Regions from separate parts of the Canis lupus genome. Here region 2 is linked to region 1. A link is a contact called in public Hi-C data. All regions are on one chromosome and are shown on one strand. The core of a region is the stretch at or near the end of the contact, and the rest is flanking DNA. Distances in the headings are between cores, read along the strand shown.

The links. A called contact is a pair of places that touch in the nucleus more often than the background predicts.
Region 2: a contact with region 1 is called in a Hi-C map of blood, with 1.6 times the contacts expected there. The contact joins the promoter of ABCA1 here to the enhancer-like site in region 1. A contact is called at or near these places in 2 of 9 Hi-C or Micro-C datasets (both in blood).

Annotation. Positions count from the first base shown.
Region 1 is chr11:61,203,161-61,210,067 of UU_Cfam_GSD_1.0, reverse strand. The region is part of intron 5 of ABCA1 (phospholipid-transporting ATPase ABCA1); the gene reads left to right. Among named protein-coding and RNA genes, the nearest start is that of ABCA1, 47 kb to the left of the region's middle. Within about 2 kb of position 2,662, at least 10 of the 20 cell types and tissues checked have an H3K27ac peak or open chromatin away from gene starts, as enhancers often do. A contact at or near this core is called in blood, where this site is marked.
Region 2 is chr11:61,249,603-61,256,509 of UU_Cfam_GSD_1.0, reverse strand. ABCA1 (phospholipid-transporting ATPase ABCA1) reads left to right here and starts at 2,457. Exons shown (of 50, transcript XM_038553002.1): 1 at 2,457-2,646.

The sequences.
Region 1 (6,907 bases), core at 1,413-3,912:
CACTTGCTTGCTCTGTGACCTTGAGCGGGGTGTTAACGTCTCTGGGTCTATTTCCATGTTTGAAAAATGGGATTACAACATTTCTCATAAGCTTGTTTTAGGCGTTCTAGAAAAGCAATACATATAAGGAATCTGATGCTCTGTAAATGCTAATTACCTTCCTCTGGTCACAAATCACTGCTGTGTCCCTATCTTGATACAGTTTATTCCTTTTGAAGGGGAAAGCTAAGTTATTTATACATTATATATATGAACAGTTATTCCTTAGTTCTGCCCTGGAAAGAATCTCAGCCCCTACCTCATCTTAAACTCCTTTTCCTTTCCTGTGTTCCTGAGATCTCGGGGTCCTGGGGCTAATTCTGATCCCACGCCGCCTGGTGTTAGGAGCGTCTGGTCTCATTTTCAGTGGAGACCAGCTTCTCAGTGAGGATTGAATGCCTCAAACTCTTTTCTTTCTTCCCATCTCTTCCCCTCTGCCCTTTCTCTTAGATTCAGTCTTTCCTGTTCTTGGATCCTGTGCTTCTTCATGCTTTTGGCCTCTTTCCTTCTCTTTGTTCTTTGCCTTTTCTGAGCATCTTCTCTCACCTTCCTACAAAGGCCTCCCTGGCCTTCACTAAGCACTCTCCATGCACAGTGCTTTCAGCTCTCCTCTTGCTTTGCCCAATACTGGCTTCTCCCTCTTTCTCTTCAGGTCCAGAGTTCATGTGGGTCAACATGACATCTGGTACCTTGCATCTTCTGTTACCTTCATTTCCTGCTGGGCTTCCACAGCCAGACGGTCACCCTCATGGCATCAGGAGTGCCCTTGGCCCATGCTGGCACATCACCCTTTCCCCCTGGGGCCACAGTCTCCACTGGTTCCTTGGGGACCTGGTTGCCATTAGGGTTCTCAGCTGACGTCAGTCCTCATTCCAGGGGGGTACTGACAGCACCTTGCCTACTTCTCAGTAAGACAGTGGGTATGCTACTGCCTTAGAAGATGTCTTTCTCGACCTCCTGCTTTTAATGGTGACTGTGGAGTAGCAGACAGGGCTGGAGGCTCACAGGTCTGCCCACCTGATCCTTTCTCCATCTCCTCACGGCTAAGACAAGGATCATGTCTTCATATAGCATCTCTTTTGTTACAGGCTCCTGCCTTCACAGAGCACTGGGAAATATTGCTCCTTTGAACCACACTACTAGTGCTTCGGGTTTAGTAGCCATTTTGTAGCTTGTTGAATTAATGCAAGTTAACCTGTGTGTAAAATACTTTAAGGAATAGGTGTTTTGTAAGCTTTAGAATACTTCTGTTGGTCTCAGGAGAAGACTCTGGCTTCCTTGGTACTTGCTACAAAGGGTTCAGCGAGCGTGACCCTAAATATTCTGGTTTCTCTTGGGACCCTTTCACGTAATTATCATCTATGACTTTATCAACATTTGTTTTGAACTTGTTTAAACAAACCCGCACTCCTAGTAAAGGTAAACCTCCATTTCTAGAAAAGTGGAGGCTCAGAGAGCTCAAGTGACTCCTCCAAGGGGGTCTGGAAAATGACTGGAAAATTCTGGAACTGAGGTTTGAACCAGGTTAGCCAGTCTCCAGAACCTGAGACTGTTTCGTTATGTCTTGGTATCCCCTCAGCAAGCCCTCACTGTGGTGAAGAAATCTCTCGGGTTGGGAAGCCCAAGCGCAGATGCACAGTGGACAAATTCTGAAGCTGTACCCATCCCAAGCTCCTGACCTCTTCTCACCCAGCCCTAAGGGGTCACCCAGGGAGCAGCCACTCTCCCTGTCTCACTCTGCTGCCCAGAGCCCCGAAATTCCCAGAGAGGCCCTGGTCTTCCCAGAGAGGAGGGTCCAGCCATCTCAAGGAAGCTGGCAGTAGCTATCCCTGGAGAAGAAAGTAGAGCCCTAACATCAGGAAAAAAAGGAAAGCCCTAACTTACCAGCCCTTTCTAGCAGAGAAGTGTCTTAAGGTTTTGTGTATATGGCCAGACAAGTTAGAATCTGGCCTGGTCCCCTCCAGGTCATTGCCCATTTGACAGGGCAAAGGCTGGGAGACCCTCCTGGGGTCATTTTAAGAAGAGTTTCTGGGCCCTTGGATGCTGACGTGATCTCTTTCTCTGCTTTTTCTCATTTTCCTCCTCCACCCACTTCTCAAGCCACTGATTGCTGTGGTTCCTTTTCATGTTGAACAAAAGAGACTACAGGGATCTTGAAACTCGAGCTGGGGACTGGAGGGTACTGACCGAGAGTAACCCCTGCCTGTGCCGAGGGCTTCCCTCCTCCGCCTTCCTGCCCGCCCTCCCTCCTCCCCGCCAGCCCTCCCCCTCCTCCCCACCAGCCCCCCCTTTCCCACAGGCCCTCCCCGCCCTTCCTGGTCCTCAGCTGTGCTCAGCCAGGCTGGGGAGAAGCAGAAGCAGCTCTAAGTGACCATGAAAACATGTTGCCGGGTGCAGGGCCTCCCCGCTGTCTGCTGTGGAAGTGTTTCCTCGGCCTGGTCAGTGAGGCCGGGCCCTGAGGATTGGCAAGAAACGGAGGCATCGGCCCTGTTCTTCCTCAGCCCACAGACACATATTTCACTTGTTTTGTTCTTCAGACTCTAAGATCCTGAATTGGGTTTTTGTTTTTGTTTTCTTTTTCTCCTTTCCTTTGCCCTACCTTTGTACATCCAAAGCAAAGCTCTTGGGAAATGGACAGGCCACCCTTCGGTCCATATTGGAGAGATTGTAGCGGGAAAGCTCTCTCCGCCTTCTGCTGGGTAGTGACTCTGAGTCTTCTCCGTGGGCAGCAGGGCCTCATGTTGAATTTAGCGAGCATCCCAGCTCCGTGGTGACTGTTCTGTGACAAGCATGCACCCCCTCTCAGTTCCCTGCGTCACCTGTTGAGGCTCATCAACTCTTTGCCTCTGAAAGAGTGCTTTTACATTCTTGATCTTGGTTTTTATGACATCTTGTGATTGTTATTAGCTCCATTGTGCAGCTGAGGAAACTGAGGCCCAGAGAGATTAAAAGGGGAGAAGCGAGGTTCATGGCTCCACACTTAGGAAAGAGCAAAGCTAGGACTTGGATTCAGATCTTCTGGTGCCTCTTCTGTGCTGGGCACTGCTGTGCTTTGAAATTACAAAGTCCTGGCCCTCAAGACACTTTTTTTTTTTTAGATTTATTTATTTTAGAAAGAGAGAGCAAGAGAGAGTGAGTAGGGGGAGCAGAGGGATAAAGAGAATCTCAAGCAGACTCCACGCTGAGAATGGACTGTGATATGGGGCTCCTTCTCATGACCCTGAGATCATGACCTGAGCCAAAACCAAGAGTCAGACTCTTAACTGACTGAGGCACCCATGCCCCCCTCAAGGCATTTCTGTTCTTCTGATGAGAAAGATGTGTGCCCAGACAATGGGAGCTCCATCTATGTGCTGTTTGAAGGAAACACAGGAAGCTATTAGAGCACAGAGGACAGCCACTTAACCCCAGCTTGAGTGTGAGAAAGTCAGGGCAGGCTTCCTGGAGGAGATGGTTCACGGGCCAAGAAAAAAAGAGTAGAGGTTAGCTAGGCCAAAGAGAAGAAGGACTGTTCAGACATCTGGCTTTCTCCATATTCTTGGCTTCTTTACTCATTCTCCTGCCAGCTGCATAATGGAGAAAATGGAGACCAGAGGTACAAAGCCACCCCACTCTGGTCTCCTGCTACACTCCTTTCTCCTCCTCCCATTCCACTCCCCAAATCTTAAGTTTTGAGGAATCTCCTCTATGTTTATCTGCTTGTTGACTTATTTTTTTCCACTGAAAAACATTTATAGAAGCTACTGTGTACACAGCACTATGACTACAGAGTGTCCTGGCCCTGCCATGATGAGGGATCTCCCCAGCCACAACCTCAGGAGATTTTTGGCCCTCTTGCCTTTTTCCAGAATTAGGCGTCGGCCTGACTCTTCCCATTCCGCCTAAGCACTTGCATGAACTGTCTTCCTCATTCCTTCTACTTTATTGACATGTCTCTTCATCTCCCTTATCAGCCTTAAGAGTTCTTTGAGGGCAAGAACCGAGTCCTTACCTTCTCGTTACACTTCACTTAGGTACATTGGTAAAGTTAGATGAAAGAAAATCCTTTCCAGCAATCACAAAATTATTACCATTTATTGAGCATATACTATGAGCCAGTTATTCACCATTCATGCTTTACCCATGAATATCTCCAATCTTCATATCTTGCAAAGGTGCTGATACTCTTATCCTTTACCTTTTAGGTGGGAAAAATTGGTCTCGGGAAGGCAAAATGCATTTCTCAGTGAACAGTAGAGTCCAGCACCAAAGTTAGGTTTTTCTGGTCCCAGATCCCTGATCTTTGTGCCACTCTACCATTTCTCAAACTCAGCTACAATTGCCTGGGGAGCTGTATAAAATTCTGACACCTGGGTGTCAGCTCCAAAAGCTCTGATTAGACGTTGGGGCTTGTAGCCTGGGCATTGGGGTTCTTGTAACATTACCTATCTGAGCGTAATCAGAGCCAAGGTCGGGAACCAGGCACCGCACCACACCACACTGCCTTCCTTTGTGCACACAGGCTGTGGCTGTTGGTGGTGGTGTATGAATCTAAGTCCTCATGTGTGGCATGCATGTGATCAGAGTGGGAGTTCTTTGTCGCCAAGGGTCTTTGGCCCGCCCTGCTGCTTCCCCACCCAGCGACCTCACCACCCAGCGCACGTGCACTGCCAAGGGTTGTTGACTGTTGAATCGGCCTCTTGGTTTTTCTGTCTCATCCAGGGGATTCACTGATGGGCGGTTTGAATTTGATCATGTCCAGCTGTTCTCATCCTCGGAGCCCATTGACATTACAGAAGAGCCTTATAAACACACTGAGAGTACTTGCTGGTCTCAAGGGTGTTGCTTATGACCTAGACCCATTGCAGGTTTAGCCTGGGTCAGCCTCCCACACTTCAGCAATCCTGCTCTGGAGCAAGGAGGCTGTTATGAAGTCCCTTGCGCAGTGTCCACGTACTACTCGGGTTTTTCACTACTTGGGAGGAATTTGTGGTCAAGGAGGGTCACCCTGTGTGTATACTTCCTGAGGCTTGGAGACATCTTTATTTGCCAGGACATTTCATCCATGCTGTGGCTCCCCTGCCTTACTTTGTAAAAATAAGGGGTTAAATAAAGATGCTGGGGCCTGTGGGCTGCAGGCTGGGAATGAGCATTGCCAGTCACGTGGTCATGATGAGCTGGTTTTCTCTTTATTATAAGAAGTTGGGTTATTCTCTTACACTGTTGGTGGGAATGTGAACTGGTGCAGCCACTCTGGAAAACTGTGTGGAGGTTCCTCAAACAGTTAAAAATAGACCTGCCCTACGACCCAGCAATTGCACTGTTGGGGATTTACCCCAAAGATACAGATGCAGTGAAACGCCGGGACACCTGCACCCCGATGTTTATAGCAGCAATGGCCACGATAGCCAAACTGTGGAAGGAGCCTCGGTGTCCAACGAAAGATGAATGGATAAAGAAGATGTGGTTTATGTATACAATGGAATATTACTCAGCTATTAGAAATGACAAATACCCACCATTTGCTTCAACGTGGATGGAACTGGAGGGTATTATGCTGAGTGAAGTAAGTCAATCAGAGAAGGACAAACATTATATGTTCTCATTCATTTGGGGAATATAAATAATAGTGAAAGGGAATATAAGGGAAGGGAGAAGAAATGTGTGGGAAATATCAGAAACGGAGACAGAACATAAAGACTGCTAACTCTGGGAAACGAACTAGGGGTGGTGGAAGGGGAGAAGGGCGGGGGGTGGGAGTGAATGGGTGACGGGCACTGGGGGTTATTCTGTATGTTAGTAAATTGAACACCAATAAAAAATAAATTAAAAAAAAAAGAAGTTGGGTTATTAAGAGGGTGGGGCTGAAGGAGAAGCAGGTGGTCAGATGAAATAGGGCAGGTGAAACAGCAACATTTCAGAGTCAGGGGCCCCCCACCCAACATCTGGGCAGAAACTTCTTGTTTTGGAGATAAAAAAGCTGAGGTTCAGAGAGATGATATGAAATGCCCAAATGACACCACCAGGCACAGTCTCCAACTCTGAAGACTAAAATTTTGGATTTCTGGCCAGTGCTTTTTCTGCTTCACTACACTGGAATGTACCTGCAGGGTTTATTATTAAAGGGATTCTTCGTGAAACACAACAGTAATCCAGTCATTTAGTTGGGTTGACTTTTAAGTTTATGCTTGTGTTTTTTTTTTTTTTTTTTTTTTTTTTTTTTATGCTTGTGTTTTAAGTCTAGCAGACCTGGGTTTTGGAGTTCTGTATCAGGTGTTCCACAGTTGGAATTAAAATGAGATCACATCTATGAAAGTGCTTTGATATGTGTAATGCTCTACACCAGTGGTTCTCAAAGTGCGGGGCCCAGATCACCAGCATCTGCATCACCTGGGAGCTCATTGGAAATGTGAATTCTCTGCCCTAACCCCAGGCTGGCTGAATCAGAAACTCTGGGGGTGCAGACTGGTAATCTGTTTTTGACAAGCTGTCAAATGATTCCTTTGTGCACTGAAGTTTGAGAACCGCTATTCTGCATCAAGAGGAGATCAGCCTTCTAGGGGGCTTGTGGGACGAAGGCTTTAAATATCTCTGATTTTTAGCTGAGGTGGCATGGGGTTAGGTTCACAAATCACAGATGGGCTGGACAAGATCACTTAAAAGGTTTGGCTTTTTCCTCGAAAACGAGAAAAGGCTGTGTGAGCATGTAGGGTGCTGTCACACTGTTTGAATCCAGGAGCACACTCGTAGTTTAGCTCTACGTGTTTTCAGAAAGTATTCTTTTCATCTCTCCTGTAAGGCAAAGCTCCCTGAATGTCATTTCTCTGTATGCTGAAGCCAGAGACCTGTGGTTATCAATTGGTTTAGAATGAAGTCATCAATATTAAGA
Region 2 (6,907 bases), core at 1,208-3,707, 47 kb before region 1:
TGGTAGAAATCAACAAGACTAATAAACATGTTTCCACCATTGTGGCGTGTTCATGTATTCTTTGCAGGGGTGAGCAGATTCTTGACACCACAGATTGTTCTTGTTAAAAATGATCACAGGGCTGCCTGAGTGGCTCAGTTTTTAAGCGTCTGACTTGATTTCGTCTCTGGTCATGATCTCAGAGTTGTGAGCCTAGGTCAGGCTCTGCACTGGGTGTGGAGCCTGCTTGAGATTCTCTCTCTCTCTCTCCTGCTCCCTCTGCCCCACCCCCCATACCTCCTTACTTCCCTCTCAAAAAAAAAAAAAAAGTGATCATGTTTGGTGTTAGAACCGTAGACTTATGTATTTAATTTAAAATCAATGGCTATCCTCTCTCTGGGGCTTTTCTTCTTGGGCTCACCTCTTTTATTCACCATCCTACCTTTGTCTTTCTTGTACAGAATTTACTGTCACTCATTCCCCAGTAGCACAAAGTGATTACTTTAATAGGGGTTTTTTGGAGGGAACCATAGCCTTTAATGATTTTGATGGTGGGATTTTAAGCACATTGATAGGTGAGTGTAAGATGGGGGGGTAAGGCAGGGAGTGAGGAGTCCAGGAGAGCTAATCATTCCCCTGATCATACAAGGAAAGCTTTCCTTGATATCTAGAGGGTCAGAGAGATTACTTTTAACTCTTTGCAAGGCCTGGAGTTTGATGGTTCGGCAGGGGAAGAACCTCATAGGCCATGGCTGGTATCTGAAAATGACATTAACAGTCAGCTAGTAACACCCTCTTTGTTTATAGTACTCTTCTTCCAAGGAGGTCAAATGAACAAAATTCACTTTCAGAAAATCCCTGTGAGGCAGAGAGAGAGAGAGAGAGTATACACAGTCTATTTTACAGATGGAGAAATGGAGGCAGAAAGTTGCACATCATGTGGTTCAGCCACATTTGACCCAGAACCCAGTGTCTTGGCCAGAGTTATCCTTTGAACCAAGGCAAGACGCTGCTGGGCCCTGGGCTTCAGAAGGCTTGGCTCTGGCCCTCCTCATAAGGGTGAGCACTCCCAGGGCCACAGAGCCATGCCACCGGAGTTAGGAGTACCCGACCAGGGACCCCAGAATTCCTTGCCCTGAGGCCCCTAAGTGCACTTTCAGAGCCTGCATGGGCCTCCTCACTGGATCTGTCCTGAGCACTGACAGAAGCACTGATGTGTGTACCTCTCTCTCCAAGTCGTGGTCCTGACTAGTGAGTACAGTGTGGTGGGGTGTGGAGGGGTGTGGAGGGGTGTGGAGGGGTGGGGGCTTGTACAGCTGAAGCCCACTGGAGTATAATGGAGCTGGGGGTGGGAAGACAAGGGGTTTGACACCCCCCCCTCCACCACATTCTTGTCAAAACTCAGGTCAGACCCTGAAGAGTCTTTATGTGAACCTGCCCTTCCAGGTTGCTTCAAAGACATCTTTGTCAAGGCAGGAGACCTTTATTTTACATTTTGTTGGCTGGCTGTATGATTTAAATATTTAGACAAGGTTTGTGGGCCTCCATTCGCACTTGGGCTTCTGTCCCTCAAATGTTATGGGCTGTGTGCTTCTGAGTGTCATGGCTAAGCCAGAGGAGGAAGCTGGAGAACTGGAATGGTTCTATAATTTCACAACCGTGATCCTCTAGCTGCACTTTGCAAATCTACAGAAGCCAAAACACGAGCTCTGTGTATTTATCACTGAGACTCCCACCAATATAATGAGCATAAAAAGGGGGACACTCATTCACATTGTTCCTTTTTTTTTTTTTTTTTTTTTTTTTTGTGGCCTCCCACCTCCCCCTCGTTTTGCAAAAAGAAGGAGCAAGAGGCTTTTCACTGGCCCTCGCAGGGACCTGGGAGGCCCAGGCTGGGAATCCCAAAGGCAATAAATAAGTCCCCTATTGAATACCAAAGTCAGGGTTTGTGGTGGAAAACAAAAACTGCTAATTATCCGGAGGACTGTCCGTCTTCCCCCACACCCTGGGCATTTGAAAGGAAAGGCTAAAGGGTTGGTGTCCGGAGGGGTTTCAGCCGCTCAATCCCTCCGACCGGGGGGAAGTAACAAAGGGGGGAAAACTGCTGAAAGCACGAGTTTGGAGGAAGCGGCTTCCACCCGTGCTATTGGCCCAAGGGAACGTGCAAGGAGACAGTCCCTGGCTCGGCCCCAAGCCCCGGGCTGCGCGCTCTCCCCGGGCAGGCGGGCTCGGGCGGGGCAGGGGGCTCCCGGGGCCCCCCGCGCCCCTGCCCCCCGCCCCGCGCCCCCCGCGCCCTGCCCGGAGCAGCGGGACGTCGCCCGTTTAAGGGGCGGGGCGCGGCTCCACGTGCTTTCTGCTGAGTGACTGAACTACATAAACAGAGGCCGGGGAGGGGGCGGGGAGGAGGGAGCGAGCGGGCTTTGACCGGTAGTAACCCCGGCGCCCGGCGCAGCCGAATCTATAAAAGGAACTAGTCGCGGCGAAACCCCGGTAATTCCGAGCGGGAGCGGGCGCGGCCGGCACCTCCGTCCCCGGGGCAGGTGGGACCGGCGCACCCACAGCCCGCTTCTCGGGGTGCTCTGCCCCTCGCCCCCCCCGTGTCCCCCCTTCTCCGGAAGGGTTTTCCAGGGGTGGGGGCAAAGACGCGCACAGAACAGTGGAAAGCAGGTAAGAGGCTCTCCAGCGACCCGGGCGTTAGGGATCTTGCTTACGGGCCGCCGAGGCTGGGGAGGCGCGGGGCTGGGGGCGGCAGCCCGAGCCCCCTGCAGCGGGTGGGGCGGGGGCGGCGTAGGTGGGGAGGGCGCCCGGGACCCGCGGGAGCTGCCGCGCTCGGGGCTCCGCCGGGAAGCATCCCTGGGCGCGGGCGCCGCGCGGCGGGGGCCCTGGTGGCACCGGGGCGCTGCTCCCCGAGAGCCGCACCGGCACCCCGCGCTCCCCTTCGTTGCGGAGAGCCCGAGCCGGCCGCGAACCCCTCGGGCCGGGGGGGGGCGGGGGGCGCAGCCTCGGGCCGTTCTTCCCGGGGCCGGCCTGGCCGGGCTCTGACCTGGGGCTCGCCCCGTGCGCCCCCGGACCGCCCGCAGCGCGCTTCCTGCGCCCCGAGAACTCGACCGGGCGCCGTCCCGAGCGGGCTCTGCCGGCGCTGCGGGCCACTTGGGGGGCCCCGGGGCGCCCGCCCCGCTGGGGTCGCGGTCCGTTCCTTTTAAAGACAAAAGACTTAGAAGAAGAGGCTGCGGAAACCTGGAGCTGAGGTGCGCGGCCCCCCGCCCCCCATCCTTCCTGCCCTTTGCCGCCTGGTCTCTTGGGGCAGCCTGAGGCCGGGCACGGGTGCGGAGGCCGCGGCGAGACGGTGCCGCGGAGTGACCGGGAGTAACCCCGGCGGGCGGCGCGGAACTCGGAGCTCCGCCGCGGGGCTGGGCGGGGGGAGGGGGGGCGGGGATGGAGGAGGAGGCGGGGGATGCAGGGGGGCGGGGATGCAAGGAGGGAGGGGGATGCAAGGAGGGAGGGGATGCAGGGGGGCGGGGGGTGCGGGGGATGCGGGGGGAGTGGGGGATGCAAGGAGGGAGGGGGATGCTAGGGGGAGTGGGGGATGCAGGGGGGCGGGGGATGCGGGGGGGGATGCAAGGAGGGAGGGGGATGCAGGGGGGGCGGGGGATGCAGGGGGGCCGGGTTCGGGCTGCCGGTGGCTTCGGGGAACCGGTCCGCAGCGCCTCCTGGCCGGAGGGCCTGGGAATCGACCCTGTGGCCGGAGGGGGGGCCCGGGCTCCGGGAGGGGCTGTCGCTCTGGGGTTCCGACTGAGATCCGGTGGAGACGGGTGGCTGGAGACGGGGAGGAAGCCCGGGCGAGGAGGCCGTCCGGTGGTTCCTTATCAGGATGCTTCGATTCCCAGATCCATGTTACAGGAGAAGGGTCCTGGCGCGGGCCAGAGCCGAGGCTGTGTGTAGTGGCTTTACCAGCACTTATCTTATAGAAGGATATGAACAAGATGCATGTGTGAGAGACAGAGAGAGAGAGTGAGAGAGAGAGAGAAGCCTCTGGCCCTGGAAGCAGTTGGCCCCTATCTTTTGCAGCATTGATACCGTCAGCTTTTAAAACCCCAAACTATTATTCAGTGACACCTCGCACAGAGAGTGGGTGGTATATATACATCCATGTAAGAGGACATATTTGATATTATGAAACATTTCCTTGGTGATGAAAATCAGCAAGTCACTTTTTAAGGGCCCCAGCCCCCCTCCCCCCCCAACCAAGAACACCTTACAAAATTTTCCAAGTTCAAAAGCAGTTTTACTGTTTTGTTTGTTTGTTTGTTTGTTTGTTTGTTGTTTTTAAACAATCGTTTGGGACCCAACCTAGGTTTTGAACTTCTTTTCAGACAGAACTTAAATCCTAACTTTAAAAAAGGGCTTCCTTTCTCATCTTGCCTTTTATTTCAGCCCATTTTTCTCATACCTGCCACAAAAATAATGGAGGTTTCCTGTTGTTTGAATCATTCCCTTGAGACACTTCTCCTAAACCAAAGTGTGAAAGCACGGAGAATGTTCTGGAGTAGGACCTCTTCAGATAATAAAATAATTTTCAGGTGCAGAGTGTTCATTGTCAGCCTGTTCCCCAAATGCTCCTATACAGCAAATAATTCATGACAGTTTAAAGAAATTTTGGATACGCAGAGCAAATTGGTATCTACTTGAAAAACAAAAAATAAAAAACCCCAACAGTAGTAGAATCAGATTGGCCAGGCTTAATGATTTAAGGGATGAGAATTGCTGTTCTAGCCAGAGTAATTCCCTTGCAAGGACAAGCCTCATGTTCCACAATGACATATCTGATTGTGAAGGGGCCACCTGTGATATGTGTGTCTCCTCCTCATGAGCATCTGAAATCTCAACCTTCATAAATATTTCAATCTACATCTAAATGGAGGCCTGTAATGGACACATTTTTTTTTTTTTTTTTTTTTTTTTTTTTTTACTTACGGCATATTTACAGTTCATATGAGACAATGGTCAGTCTAGGGTTCAAAAAGGGTGGTTAGGGCTTGGTTGTTTTCAACCTCTGCTCTTGGAAGTCTCAATGCTAACATTATTAAAAATGAATGAGACTCAGCAACACAGCTTTTTATTACCCTCTGTAGTATTTCCCTTATATGGAGAGAAGTTGAAATATTTTTCCATCAATTTTTTAGGGATCAATTCTCCCATAAACCAAGTGACTTAGGCTATGTTCATAGTGATTGAGAATTGTTAATATTTTTGCTATTTCAATTTCTAGCTCCTAAAGTAATAGTAGACATTACCTTAGATGCTTTAATTATGAACATTTTGGGTATCTAGAAATTACCAGTAGACATGTGGTTTTGTACTTCTAAAATACTCTCAGATCCAAATTTTTTTTTTTTTTTACACTGTCTGGATGTTAAAGAAATAATGCAAGTAAAATGCTCCTTATGGCTGATATTGCAGCATCAAATTTTAAATAATCTTTCTGGAAATTTATTTAATGGTTCTGGGAGAGGGCCTACATGAAAAACTGAAACCCTCTTCATATCTGCATGTGGAAATAATCATAAGTGCCACAGTTATTGCAATGTTTATTTAGTAGTCGCTATACAGCACTGTGTGCCAAGCACTATTCCAAATGCTTTTCAAATCCTAACCAATTTAATTTCTATAACAAACTTATTTACTGTTCCTAATTTGCAAATTTAAAAACTGAGAGGTTAACTAACTTGCCCCTGGTCACACATCTTGCAAGTTGCAAAACCAAGATTTGAACCCAGCCCATGAGCCCCAGAGTACTTTAACACCCACACTAAGCATTGGTACAATTTCAGCTGCTGTAAGCAGAGGACTTTCTGAGGATGCTTGTTATGTTTATGGTATTTCATCTGCTAGAGACCTTATCAGACTCTACAGCCTGTATCGTATTTCCTTACTGCTGGCATTGGGCCAACCAAATTCTCTTCAGCTTGGGACATAGATTGCATAGGGGATTGCAACACTGTGGAAAGAACAGACAATAAAGTTTACTCAACTCTAATTCTTTTCTTGGTTTAAAATAAAAATTTTACTGCTGCTCCAGTCAGATATTTGTGAGGGGGTCTATGATTCGAAATGTTTTCCTGTGTAATGCACATAAAATGGAACGGGAGAGTGTTTGGCTGGAAAAGTGTAAGGGACAAAAGACAAAGAGAACTATTAGTTTAGCTGTCAATCCTAACTTCGGTGAATTATTTTTTCTATTGGTTATAATACAATATAATTTCTGCTTGTTCTATCCTTAATTATGTTACGGACCTTTTGAAATAAGCCATTTCTCTGTGACTGCCATCACTGTCTAGGAAAATTTAGCTATTTCTTAAGGCATCGTTCTTTGAAAGTAAATACATTTCCGAAGTCTGCTTTATAAAAGTGAATTAAAATGTTACAGTAAATTAGAAATCAACTCTTAGAAGATATTTCTGCTTGGTTAGGAAAAGTTTCATTTATTGTTGATTTACTGGGTGCTGGATATAGTTTTAAGCATTTTACTTGATAATTCAGTTCATTCTCATGAGAATCATGTGATGTGGGTACTGTTCTCTTCATTTTACAAGTGGGGAGACTGAGGTATAGACAGATTAATGAGCCTGATCATGGGAGTTTGCTAAGTAGTGAAGCTGAGGTTGCATCTCGGGGCAGCTTAGTTTCCATGAATTTACCACTATCGGGGTAAGGACATTGTCAAAATATCAGAATTTTGAGGAAAGAAATTCTAGCAAAAGGCGAAGAGTGATTCTCCTTTTCATTTGGATATTTTCACCTAAAAATAGCTCCCTGGACAGGTAACCAGCCTAGATGTTGTTCGAGAGGTACATTTTAGAAATATTTGAAGCAAGAGAATAAAAATCTCATATGTAAAATTGCTTTCAGATAGAGCTTTCAGTGACCC